Linked DNA regions of Mus musculus: all the other regions are linked to region 1. A link is a contact called in public promoter capture Hi-C data. All regions are on one chromosome and are shown on one strand. Each heading gives the region's core, a stretch centred on a gene start, on an enhancer-like site or on the middle of the called end of the contact. The rest is flanking DNA. Distances are from core to core; before and after follow the strand shown. Region 1 holds the start of Itga6 (integrin alpha 6). Region 2 holds the start of Sp3 (trans-acting transcription factor 3). Region 3 holds the start of Gorasp2 (golgi reassembly stacking protein 2). Region 4 holds the start of Ccdc173 (coiled-coil domain containing 173).

Region 1 (2,800 bases), core at 293-2,792:
ATCAGAAAAATCTGACCTTAAGATTTTGAAGTCCACAATATGCACAAACCCCAAAGTTGTTAAATATCCGAAAAGGGAGTTTTCTCCAGTTTAAAATAATTCTGGCCTCTCCTTTCCCCTTGGCTGCACTCTGTTCTCTCCGGTCTGCTGGTCCTGGAAGGACCTGGGTTCAACTCAAGACCTGGGCGGGGAGGAGGACCTTTTGTTGTGGGAATGAGCATGGATCAAGAATTTAACCCCACTGCGACTGGGCGACTAAGCTCCAGAAAATCTTCCCCAATCAAAGAACTGGGTCATGTGGGAGCCAACACTGTTTAAAAGGCAGAGCCAGTCGCTTTCTCCTGGAAGAAACACTTGGGAGGATGACTGTCACTTCCGAACCTTCTTTTCTAAGTCCCTCCTAGAAGGGGCACTTTGCTCTAACTCCTCCGTGAGGCCCACCCAGCACTGGGGCCGGAGGATCCTTGAGTGCTGCTGATCTATCAGGGAGCTGGGAGGGGGAGCTAGCACACCGACTCGAAGAAGCCTGTTTTCACAGCTGAGCTAGTCCTGAGGAACAGGTGCTTTTTAAGAAGCATGTTAAAGTATCTCCTGCAGGAGAGCCCACTCTGCAGGGAAAGTCATACGGGACAGCGAAAAGTGGCTTCCCAACTTCCACGCGGCGCGCGAACGAGGGAGGGGACCGGACGGTCGGAGAGTTGGAGAAAGGCCTGCATTTCCCTGGAAGACTTCCCGCAACCCTGTGTCCCATCACTGTCCCTAGTGCACACGTGAAGCTCAGCAAAGCGTGCCACCTGCCGGGGTCCCTGCAAACTAAGCCCGAAGTGGAGAACCGCGGAAAGCACTTCAGGGGAGGGGGAAAGTCAAGTATCCCGGGGCCGGGCCCGGGGTTTGTCCCTTCGGCTCTCCTCACTCCCGGGAGGCGCCGTGTGCAGGGCGCGGCGGGCCCGGATCTCTCAAGTCTTGGGCCGAAGAAGTGCGAGCGGGCAGGGCAGGGCAGGGCAGGGCAAGGTAGGGAAGGCCAGGGCAGAGCAGAGCCGAGCTGGGCTAGCCCACGGATAGGCTCTGGGCACGCGGGACGGGCGGCAGCAGGGCGCGCCCTCGTTCTCCCTGGCGCAGCGCGGCGCCCCGGTGGGGATGGGAAGAGTCGGGGAACTCACAGCCGCTTGTCCTCCGGCTGCAACTGCCAGTGCATGGCGAGCGAGAAGCCGAAGAGGCTCCCGGGATCCCCCGATTTCCGGATCACGTTGTCCTCGCGGGTGTCCAGGTTGAAGGCTGTACCCAGCCGGGCTAGAAGCCCCGCGGACAGGTAGAGCAGGCACAACTGGCCCGCGACCGCCATGGGCGCGCGCGGTGGGAGGGACCCGCGGAGCTGCTGCGGCCTCTGTGCGCGCGGGCTCGGGGCCGGGGCCGGGCTGCCTGGCGCGCCGCTGCGGCCACTTGGCCTCGGTCGCCCCTGCGCGCGGCCCCACCCCCGGCCGGCTCACGCTCACTGTGCGGCCGCTCCCCCACGCCCGCAGCTAGCTGCTGCTCAATGAGCCCGTTGTTCTCTGGAGACTCTCAAGCGTTTTATCGAGTGACCGGGACTCCGGCCCCGCCCCGCCCCGCCCCGCCCCTCCCGAGGCCCCGCCCGCCACACGCACCTTCCCTGCCGGCCCCGCCCCGCAGCGGCGCACCCGCCGCAGCCCTCCCACCTTCCCGCCACCTGCCCGGAAGCGTCCCGGAGCTTGGCAAGACTAGCCAGGCTTTTTTTCTACCTGTCACTGAACTGCGGGCCTCATAGGGCTGACTTGCAAAGACATCCGTTCTCCAAGGGTTCAAGACGCGCCTAAGTATGCCCAGCTCTTGGGGTTGGCTTGATGTTGCATACTCGCTGGCTCCCCAGGGACCCAAACGTCGAAAACGTTGCTGTGCTACTTAAAAACACACTGTTTCATTCAGGCCTAGGAAGCGGGCTTCTCTGTGCTGATGAGTTTTGGTTTTTTTTTTAAAAAAAAAAAAAAGAAAGAAAGAAAAGAAAAGAAAAGAAAAGAAAAGAAAAGAAAAGAAAAGAAAAAAGTCAACTCAGATTTTTGTGGGAAGATCTCTAGGTAGGGAACACTGAGTCCTTCTATCTTGGGCCCTGGAGTTTAGCTATTGTCCCCTTTTCTTACCCTAAGTTTCCTAGTCTAGTTAGAACTGCATAGATAGAGACAGCTAGAGGTCCGTGTGGGTGGCTTGAAGGCTTGAGTCTCGCGGGCATAGGGTGGGGCTTTCCAGCGAGGTGTTGGCTTTTGAGGCATGTTTATTTTAGGATAGAAAAACTTGCTTCAGGGACGCTCAGAACTTGGTTGAGAACAAACAATATACATTTTAGTGAACCATTTTTTATTATCCTCTGACATTTAGATTAGCATGTTTTCTCTTATGAATGTAGACAGTAAACCACAAAGGCAGGAGACTGTACCAACAACCCAATTATCAGTAGAAAATACTGTTTTATCCAGAAAAGTTGGTTGTTGCAGATGTTTCAAATTACAGTTGTTATTAGGTAGCTACTCTGCTAGATCTCGATGTATGTCAATAAAGAAGCAATTTATTACTATAGAAAAAAATGTTAACATTTTGACATATGTTAATATAATCGATTTTCTTCTTAAAAACATGTATGTTGTGCATAGGGTCTTGGTTTTCAGTAACTTACTGAACGGGCCTTGTTCTACCCTGTCTCCTATCGATGTAATTTAATATTTTAACCAAAAGCCACCTGAGGAGAAAAGAGTTTGTTTTATCTTACATTTCCAGATAATAGAACTCAGGA
Region 2 (2,827 bases), core at 196-2,695, 1.2 Mb before region 1:
CCCCCACTTTTAATCCCAGTACTCAGGAGGCAGAGGCAGGTGGGTTTCTGTGAGTTCCAGGTGAACCTGGTCTACAAATCCAGTTTCAGGACAACCAAGGCTACACATGAAACTGTCTTGAAAACAAAAACCACAACCAACGAGAAAAAACCAAAAAACAAAAAAACAAGTCCAAAAAGGCTTCTGAAACCGATGTATGCACTGCCCCTCCCCCCCATGAATTTTCAAGTTCGTGTATACAAAGCTAGTTTAAATGCTTTGCCTTCAACCTCATACAAAACATACAAGTACAATAATTGGGATGTTTATTCTTGCTTGAGGTAGATTTCTAATAAAAGTATTGTGGATAGTGTTTCCTACTCTTAAATTCAACCTTTCTTAAGCAAAAGTATCTAGAGGTAATAGACAACGTTCTGTCTGTTGTTTGCAGAACACTTTTTTCTCCTGAATGACTGACTGCAAGGCATTGAGGATGTCAAAGGAAGGGGTGTTAATACACCACTAAGTACAAAATTTAAAAAAAAAAAAAAAAGTAACTAAACGCTCCCAAGAGGAAGGATACTTTTTAGATGTACTGTTTTAACAAATGTTGACTGACTTTCTTGGTTAAGAAGCAGGTAGTTTGTGTGTGCAGCAAACTGATTTTAAAGGGTGACTGTATCTCATTGAATAAAAACATAACTAAGCCTGCTTTGATATCACTGGCCAGAACTAAAACCTTTTTTCTTTATGAAGGGACTGGAGATATCTTTTTGCTCTAAGTGCCCGCCTCCAGGGTCCACAAAAGTAGATGGTTGGTAACCACGGGCTAAGCTCGGGAGGATGAGAAGGTGATGGATCCGACTTGCGACCAAGAGCTGAATGTGTGTGAAAACGTCCTCCTCCAGCCTCGGAGGGGGTGTCTCCCCCAATACCAGCTCCCTCCCCCAGGGCTCGTGGGGCGGGTCCGGTTTGCTCAGTAGCAGCAGCAGCCCTGGGGCCGAGCGGCGGTGGCCTCCTGGCAGCGCTGGCAAGACGCAGCTCCGAGCGCCCGGGCCCTGGGGAGATCCAGTCCGGTCGGCTGCCAGGATGGAGGAGACGTCGAGTGGAGCCGGAGCCACCGGGGACGGACTTCCTCCCCAGCTCGGCTCCCCGACAGCCTGGCGAGGCCTGCACACAGGGCCAGCCAGTGGAAGAGGCCTGCGCCTCGGGTCTGGCAGCCGCAGCCGAGGAACGAGGCTGGCACAGCGGGGTAACGCGCGAGCCGGGGCCGTTCTGGAGAACCTACGGCGCCACGGCCGCTCATTGTCTCTCCCCTTCAACCCGGGGGCAAACAGGAAGCCCGCCGCCAGGCCGAGCGACGGACAGGCGTCCGGACCAATGAACAGAGCTGACGGAGAGCCTAGCGGCAAATGAGAGCCGGGAAGAGGGGCGGAACTTCCGGGCGGGCTGTCGCCCTCTTCCCCCCTTTTGGGCTGGAGGCTCCACCTTTTGTGTTTCCCGCACAGTCAATCAAAATAGGAAAAAAAAAATTCCCCGGACCGCTCCGGCCGTGTCCGCCGCCGCTTCCCGCATCCTCTCCCGCCGCCGCCGCCTTCGCTTCTCACCATGTGTAAGGCGGCGGGGAGCCCCGCCTGAGCTGTCCTAAACACACTATGACCGGTACGTAAAGCCGAGAGAGAGCAACCCTCGCTGCCTCCGCCGCTGCCACTGCCGCCCACAGCCAGCCCGGGGCCGCCACCGCCGGCTCCCGGCCTCCGGGAGCGTGCGACCGAGTGTCGGCGGAGGCAGAAAGCCGCACTCCCATCTCCGCCAGCCAGCTGTCCAGCCCTTCCAGCCCCAGCGCCGAGTGCCCGCCGGGCTCCGGGCGGGCGGCCCGGTCCGCCGGGAGCGCATCCCCCCTGTGTGCGGGCGCGGGCGGCGGCGGCGGGCGGGCGTGTGCGAGTGACTGACGGTGCGAGAGGAGCGAGCGCCGCGGAGGGAAAGGGGAGGAGAGGAGAGGAGAGGAGAGGGGGCAGGGGCAGCGCGGGGAGGAGGAGGAGGGAACGAGGAGGAGGAGGGTTACAGCCGCGGCGGGCGGGGGCAGCAGGAGGGGAGGAGGGAGCGCGCCGCCGCCGCCGTGGCCGCCGCGGCCGGGGGGAGGGCAGGGGAGGGGCAGGGCCCGGGCCGCCCGGCGCTCACTAATGTGGCCGCGGCTCGCGGGCCCCCTCCCTCCCCGCACCCGCCTTCCTCCCCACCCCACCCTCCTCCTCCCCCCTCCCCCCGCGCTGTGCCTGCAGCTCCCGAAAAGCCCGTGAAACAAGAGGAAATGGCTGCCTTGGACGTGGACGGCGGCGGAGGCGGCGGCGGCCACGGCGAGTATCTACAGCAGCAGCAGCAGCAACAGCAGCAGCACGGAAACGGCGCGGCGGCGGCGGCGGCCCAGGTGAGGAGCGGCTGAGCGCGGCCGGGCTCCCCGCGCGCCGCTTTCTCCTCCCCTCGCCCTCCCTCCTTCCCTCCCTCCCTCCCGCGCGCGCTCGCCCGCCCCTCCCCCGCCCCGGGAGCTGCCCGCCCGAGGCGCCAACGCTCCGACCCCGCCCGCGCGCCCCCGCCCGCCGCCTTTTTGTGTGTGTGTTTGTGTGTGTGTGAGTGTGCAAGTGTGCGCGCCCTCCCGGGTGGGATCCGGACGGAGGGAAGAGGCCCGGCGCGCAGCCGTCCGCCGCGGGCCACCGAGCGCGGGGAGAGGCGCCGCAGACCCCGGAGGAGGAGGAGGAGGAGAGCGCGGGGCCGGGTTGGCGGCGCGGCCAGGCGCGGAGCGAGCCGTACTTCCTGTGCGAGCGGGCCCGGCCCTAACCGCCACCCCCCTCCC
Region 3 (2,968 bases), core at 154-2,653, 1.1 Mb after region 1:
TTTTCCTACTCATTAACACTAATGTGTCTTACTAGGTTTCCCTGGGTGTTTATTATAATAAAAATACTGCAGCTCCCTAAGGGTTCATGGCCACACTCAGAATCTGCAAGTAACAGGATAATACACCTCACATGAGTCAACTCAGAATCAGACCAGATGAAAAAGCATCGCCATTAATTTTCCTACGAACCCGGGATGAAGCAGTTCTTTCTCCTGTGTTTCCTATTAGTGTGGGATTTAGGAGTTTGGTTAGCTGAAGGAAATAGGAAAGTAATATGGCATATGAAGAAACACCCTGGAAAAACAAGGGCTTCAAAAGTCTCTTTTGAGTGGAATGGAGAGACAACCACAATCCCGACAACCAGGTGACCAATCACAGTCCTATCGTTCAGGTATCTGGGCTATTTTAAAACGTTATCTCATTCAGAACATGCGACCCAGGGCAGAAAATGAAGGTAAGCAAGCACACTCTCAGAGAAGATTGTCCCTAAATGGCGATGCAGACTGAGGCCACTCTGTTCACAGCCCATGTTAGCACTCACACAGGTGTCACCACATTCCTGGTTCCACGAGGAAAGGACCGTTCACAGGCGGATGTGTCTTTGACCCCTGGTGTCTGGCGCTGCGTTTCCTCATCAAGCCTGGCTATTTTGGAAACTCTCCTCCGCGGACCTAAACCTCAATCTCCCCGACTATTTCATCTTAGAAAGAAGAACGGAAGTTCCTCTCCTCCAGGAAATGTTGGAGAGATCTGGAAGGGTCAGGAGCGACCCGGAACGGAAAAGTCCTATCAAAAATCAACTAAATTTAAGTCTGTCAAATCTAGCCCGAGGCCGTTCGTGCTCCTTTCCCTGTCCAGGTGGCCCTTGCAAGCATCCAGGGGTAGCCGAGATGAACCGACACCGGTCGTGACATCTCCGCTTAGCCTGTGGCTCCGTCACCCTCCCCGAGAACACAGGTACGGGTTCCGGCTCCTTCTGGAGGCGGCGCCCCTTGCTCTTCCTAACTCTGAAGCTCAGGCCAGTGCGCGGCGAGGCCGTGCGGAGGGCCAGGAGCCAGGGTGGTGGGTCCCGGGCCACGTCGCCGGCAGCCGCGCCCAGGGTGCTCCGCGGACTCGGGCCTGGCCGCCCCGGCGTCCCCCCGGGCCTTACCCGCAAAACGTGGTAGCCCTCGGTGCCGCCGCCCGGGATCTCGACGCTCTGCGAGGAGCCCATGGCGGCGGGCGATCCGTACGACCCGGCCGGCTCAGCGCTGCTCCGCCTCGCGCACCGCCCGCTTGGCGACTCCGCGTAGCTCTTGGGACGTGGCACTTGCAGCAGCCCGAGCCGGGCCGCACAGCCCGCCGGGAGATCGTCGCCCGGCAGCCACGGCCGCTGCCACGCCGCAGACAGCGCCCCCTGACGGGAGCCGGAGGGAACGATCGGAAGAGCGCAGCGGGCGGAGGCAGGGAGCGCGAGAAAGCGGAAAGACAGCCCGGAACGCGACGGCTCGCTACGGGGCCCCGGAGCAGACAAGACTTATCTCGGCGCGTTTCTACCTTCGCAGAAGGGTATTTGGTCGCAGCGCCTCCTGGTGACCAGAGGCCAGAGAGGAAGGGAGCAGATGCCGAGCACGCCTGGCGCTTGCTTTGTTTTAGGTCTTGTTTAATAAGATTGTATACCTGAGGATAGTTCACAGTGCCTTTCTGGGGTTGGAATATCAGGTATTCTCAGCTCACGTTTATAAAGAGCAGTGTTCCCTGAAATAAAAGCGGTTACTGTTTTGTTGTTTTTCTTCTCGTCCTGATAGAACACTACGGAGCTACGCAGGAGCGAGGGGCAGGGGTTGGATTTCCTTGGAATTTTGCCTGTTGCCCCACTGCACCCCTCTCAGTGTTCCCTGCCCCGTCTCCTCCCCATGCTATAGTTTGACTTTCAGTAATGGTGTCCCATCCAGGTGTTGACTGTCTTTGGTGTTTTGCAGTGTGAGCTATTATTAAGGGTTCTGAAGTATTCTAGTCCCAAATGGTTTTTCATAGTTAACCCAACACGCCACCAGTTAGATAGTCTAGTTTAAAGGATAGGTAGAGGAGCAAATGAGTGGTGCTCTAAAGAGCCAGGGGAATACAGTACGGGGACCTTTCTTCCCGACAGCTGACCAGTTCGCCATATGGAATCAGAATCATATGAAATTAAGAAGACTGGACTGAAAGAGATACCCATAGACAAAACTAAGAAATACCAGGAAGAGCTTGCATTGGGATCTGGAGTGAAGCCCAGAGGTTTCATAGTCCCTAGCCTGTGGAGGTGGAGGAACCTTGAAGGGATGGACCTTGTAGAAGGAAGTTGGAGTCTGTCCTTAAAGTAGGGAGTAGAACCCTGCCGCTTACTTTCTCTCTTTGCCTCACAGCTGCCCCGAGATGAACAGCTTTGCCAAAATAATGGAGCCAACAGCTATGGACTGAAACTACAAGCCAAACAAATCTTTCTTTCTCCTTTAAGTCGTTTTTTTGTCATTGACAAAAAGCTAACAGAAGGCCAATCTGAAAAAATTCCTAGGGCTGAAGAGGAAGGAGGCTTACGGGTTAAAAGTGTTGGCTGCTCAGTCATGTCAATGGGAATTCAGATCCCAGCACCGACAATAGACTGTCTATAATGCTTATAGCTTCAGCTCGAAGGGATCTAGCACCCTCTTCCAGCCTCAGTGTAGACACACACACACACACACACACACACACACACACACACAGAGAGAGAGAGAGAGAGAGAGAGAGAGAGAGAGAGAGAGAGAGAGCTGGGATCTTGCTGTGTTCTCCTGACTAGTCTTAAATCCCTGATTCCCAGTGACTCTCCTGCCTCAGCCTTCTGAGTAGCTGAGATATGCCACTGTGCCTGGCTTGTAAATGGCATTTTTGGTGCAATTGGAGAAACTTGAATATGGTTGCTAGAATATTAGATTTAGGAGAAGACTATTTCTTTTAATGAAAAGG
Region 4 (2,808 bases), core at 176-2,675, 2.0 Mb after region 1:
AAAAAAAAAACTAGTTCTAGACCAACTTGTATGGAAAAGGCACTTGCAATCGGGAGTTTCAAGTCAAATATGAGACCCTATTTGAAATATAAGACCATATGAGAACGTTACTGAGATATTTTATGAGGTTCAATACTTGTAACTAATTTGGTAAAACTCCTGATAATTTTCACTGAGAGACGTGGTCTACACAGCTTCTGCCTTCTAAGTTATATACTCTGCCCCAGTTGCTTCAAGGATAACTCTAGAGTGAACAGGTTAAAGGGCACCTGTGTTGTCCCTTGTGGTGAGGTCCCTCAGCTCAGAGTTTCTGTCCCGTGAAGGAACTTCCTGCTCACTCTGCGTTATCTTGTGGGAAGAGGGCCTTAGGAAGAGAAAGGTACAATTTGCTGGGGATGCAGCTAGCACTGTGTAATTCACCGATCTCTCGCTAGGCGTCGTGCTCCCTCACAAACTATGCAAGCGGCTGTTGGCCTACAAAGACAGTTCAATCCCTGACCTTTCCAGCCCTGCGGAGCTTTCAACTCGCTTAGCACAAGTACACAAAAGTTCCGTCTCCAGAAATTTTTATTAATCCTTCCATACTTACCAGCATTATTACAGTGGAACATCTCTGATAGAAAACCTGAGGAGAGATAGCACAACTATGCATTAGAACGTTCATTATTGAAAGTCGCACTTCCTTTAATTTAGTAATGAAATCAGCTGTACAGCGATATGTCAGGAGAGCCTCTGCTGAGATCAAGTGCCAGTCCACTTTTTGTGTCATTAGAGACTGACTGGTTCCCGAAGTACACTAATTACAAGTTATTTACCAAGCAGTTTAATGTATGTTAAAGGTATCAACGCGAATGTTCTGGGGACAACATTCAAGTTTTAATAGTCCTACGTAACAACTGACAGGGTCTCATATAGTCCTGACTATGCCTCATAAATCAAATCATTTAAAAACACCTTTTCTGTCCTTTAATCCTTGTGGCTCGGTGGTCAAAGGGCTGTCCTTCACCTCAGCCAGCGGGGCGCAGAGTAGAAGCTCGCACCCAGCCTGGGCCTCGACTCGCACACCGGCCGGTTCCAAACTAGCGCAGCGAGTGAGAAAAGCGGCAGCGGCCGAGCGGGACCGAGGGCTCCTCACTGACCCAGGCCTGGGTCGCAGCGGGCCGCCAGCATCAGCACCAGCGTCGGCCGGTTGGTTCTCGTGCCTTACGCAGCCGGTGAACTGCTAGCGCCGGCTCGCCCACTGCTCTGCACTGCGCACGCGCACACCCGGGCTTCGGGCCTCGGTTCAGCCGCGGACAGGGCTCCTTCCTGGTTCCTGGATTGGAGACTGACGTCACTTCCGGCGTGGTTGCTAAACAACCAAATGGTTTAGTTATCGCTCAGTAGCTGACTTCAGCTTGGAAGTAGTATCACCTGCTCTGGACTCGCGGGATCAGCTTTGTTAAAGATGCAGGTGCGCTTTGGACGGCGCTCCGGGCAGGCGAAGGAAAGCCAAGGTGAGCTGCCTTGGCCCGTGCCGGAGCTGGGGTTGTTGTTTCTAGAACCCCAGCATAGGGTGACAAAGTGAGGGCTTCGGTTGCCTTTTGAAATGGGCTTTAACCAAGTCGAAAGCAGTCCCAGCAAGCATCCTTGGAAGTTAGGCAGGTTGGCCTTCAGGTGAATGAGTGGAAAAAGGAAAGAGGACTAGGGGAGCGTAGCAGTAGAAAGAATAGACTAGGAGTAGAATAGGGGTAGAAAAGGCAGCAGTTAGAGCCTTACCCCAGCTGTAACTCGTCAGACACTCGGGGCACTTAAGCTTTGTAATTCGTTGAATAAATTTTGGAATGCCGTTTGGAAATGTTATTGACCTATCAAAATCTTTATAATGTTGCAGACCTGCTGAGTAATCTTTTCTAAAGCTCACGGAAAAACCTCAGTTCTTTCCACGCTAAAGTTAAAATTCTCCCCTAGTCAAATGCTTTGATAATGTAAAAAAAAAAAAAAAAATGATAATGAGGTAATTAAAGTGACCAATTAAAGTGACCTAAGATTTGATTTTTTTTCAAAGATGTGAGCAAGTAGGACTTCTAAAAACAAAGTCTTTCCACAAGTTTAATTGTTGTCATGGTAACTAATAGATTCTTGGAAATTTGAACTATCTTCACGTTTTGCTTGAGTTCTGTAGCAATAGCACCCTACCCCCACCCTGCACCCTAGGATAGACACAATCTGGTCAGTGGGAACATTAGGAAATTTGATTCATACACAAGGACATTGTAAAAGTAATTTTTATTCACCAGATGTAACTGTTGTCTTGGAGGCTTACTGCTGAATAAGCTCACCCTTTCTAGTTCTTTCTGAACTCTGGCCTCGATGGTTCAACACAGGTGTTCTGGCCCAAACTCCTCTGCAAGCTGACTGATTCAAACTGGCTTCTCTCAGCCTCTTTCTGAATTGCTCCACTTGGAAAAACTGCTGTGTATTGAGGAGAGATGCTTTCGAACAGTGGTTCTCAATCTCCCTAGTGCTGTGACCCTTTATTACATACAGTTCCTTATGTTGTGGCGACCCGCACCATAAAATTATTTTCTGTGCTACTTCATGATTATAATTGTATGAATTATGCTTAAATTATTATTATTAAATATCTGTGTTTCCCAGTGGTCTTAGGCGACCCTCATTCGACCCCCAAAGGTGCTGAGATGCACAGACTGAGAAACTGCTGCTTTAGAGGAAGCGTGCAGTCTGAAACGCTGGGGAAAGCTCACAGTGTTAAGGAAAGCATGCTAAGGAGAGAGAAGAAAAGGAGAATACACTCCTCTGATCAGT

The links. Promoter capture Hi-C pulls out the DNA fragments that hold promoters and counts their contacts. Capture Hi-C pulls out chosen DNA fragments and counts their contacts.
Region 2: a promoter capture Hi-C map of liver shows a contact between it and region 1, with 2.1 times the contacts expected there. The contact joins the promoter of Sp3 here to the promoter of Itga6 in region 1. A contact is called at or near these places in 3 of 39 promoter capture datasets (embryonic stem cells, liver and stem cell-derived epiblast-like cells) and 1 of 9 other capture datasets (liver).
Region 3: a promoter capture Hi-C map of hippocampal neurons shows a contact between it and region 1, with 5 times the contacts expected there. The contact joins the promoter of Gorasp2 here to the promoter of Itga6 in region 1. A contact is called at or near these places in 3 of 39 promoter capture datasets (hippocampal neurons, liver and pre-B cells) and 1 of 115 datasets of contacts at active chromatin or transcription factors (extraembryonic endoderm stem cells).
Region 4: a promoter capture Hi-C map of pre-B cells shows a contact between it and region 1, with 5 times the contacts expected there. The contact joins the promoter of Ccdc173 here to the promoter of Itga6 in region 1. A contact is called at or near these places in 2 of 39 promoter capture datasets (liver and pre-B cells).

Annotation. Positions count from the first base shown.
Region 1 is chr2:71,785,681-71,788,480 of GRCm38.p6, reverse strand. It overlaps Itga6 (integrin alpha 6), which reads right to left and starts at 1,542. Exons shown (of 26, transcript NM_008397.4): 1 at 1,161-1,542. The coding sequence starts at 1,342.
Region 2 is chr2:72,979,064-72,981,890 of GRCm38.p6, reverse strand. Sp3 (trans-acting transcription factor 3) reads left to right here and starts at 1,445. Exons shown (of 7, transcript NM_001018042.3): 1 at 1,445-1,641; 2 at 2,259-2,404. The coding sequence starts at 1,635. It overlaps Sp3os (trans-acting transcription factor 3, opposite strand), which reads right to left and starts at 2,459. Exons shown (of 3, transcript NR_045269.2): 1 at 2,296-2,459.
Region 3 is chr2:70,659,944-70,662,911 of GRCm38.p6, reverse strand. Gorasp2 (golgi reassembly stacking protein 2) reads right to left here and starts at 1,403. Exons shown (of 10, transcript NM_027352.4): 1 at 1,152-1,403. The coding sequence starts at 1,214.
Region 4 is chr2:69,788,103-69,790,910 of GRCm38.p6, reverse strand. It overlaps Ccdc173 (coiled-coil domain containing 173), which reads left to right and starts at 1,425. Exons shown (of 9, transcript NM_001077684.1): 1 at 1,425-1,496. The coding sequence starts at 1,448. Phospho2 (phosphatase, orphan 2) reads right to left here and starts at 1,174. Exons shown (of 4, transcript NM_028521.2): 1 at 955-1,174; 2 at 590-625.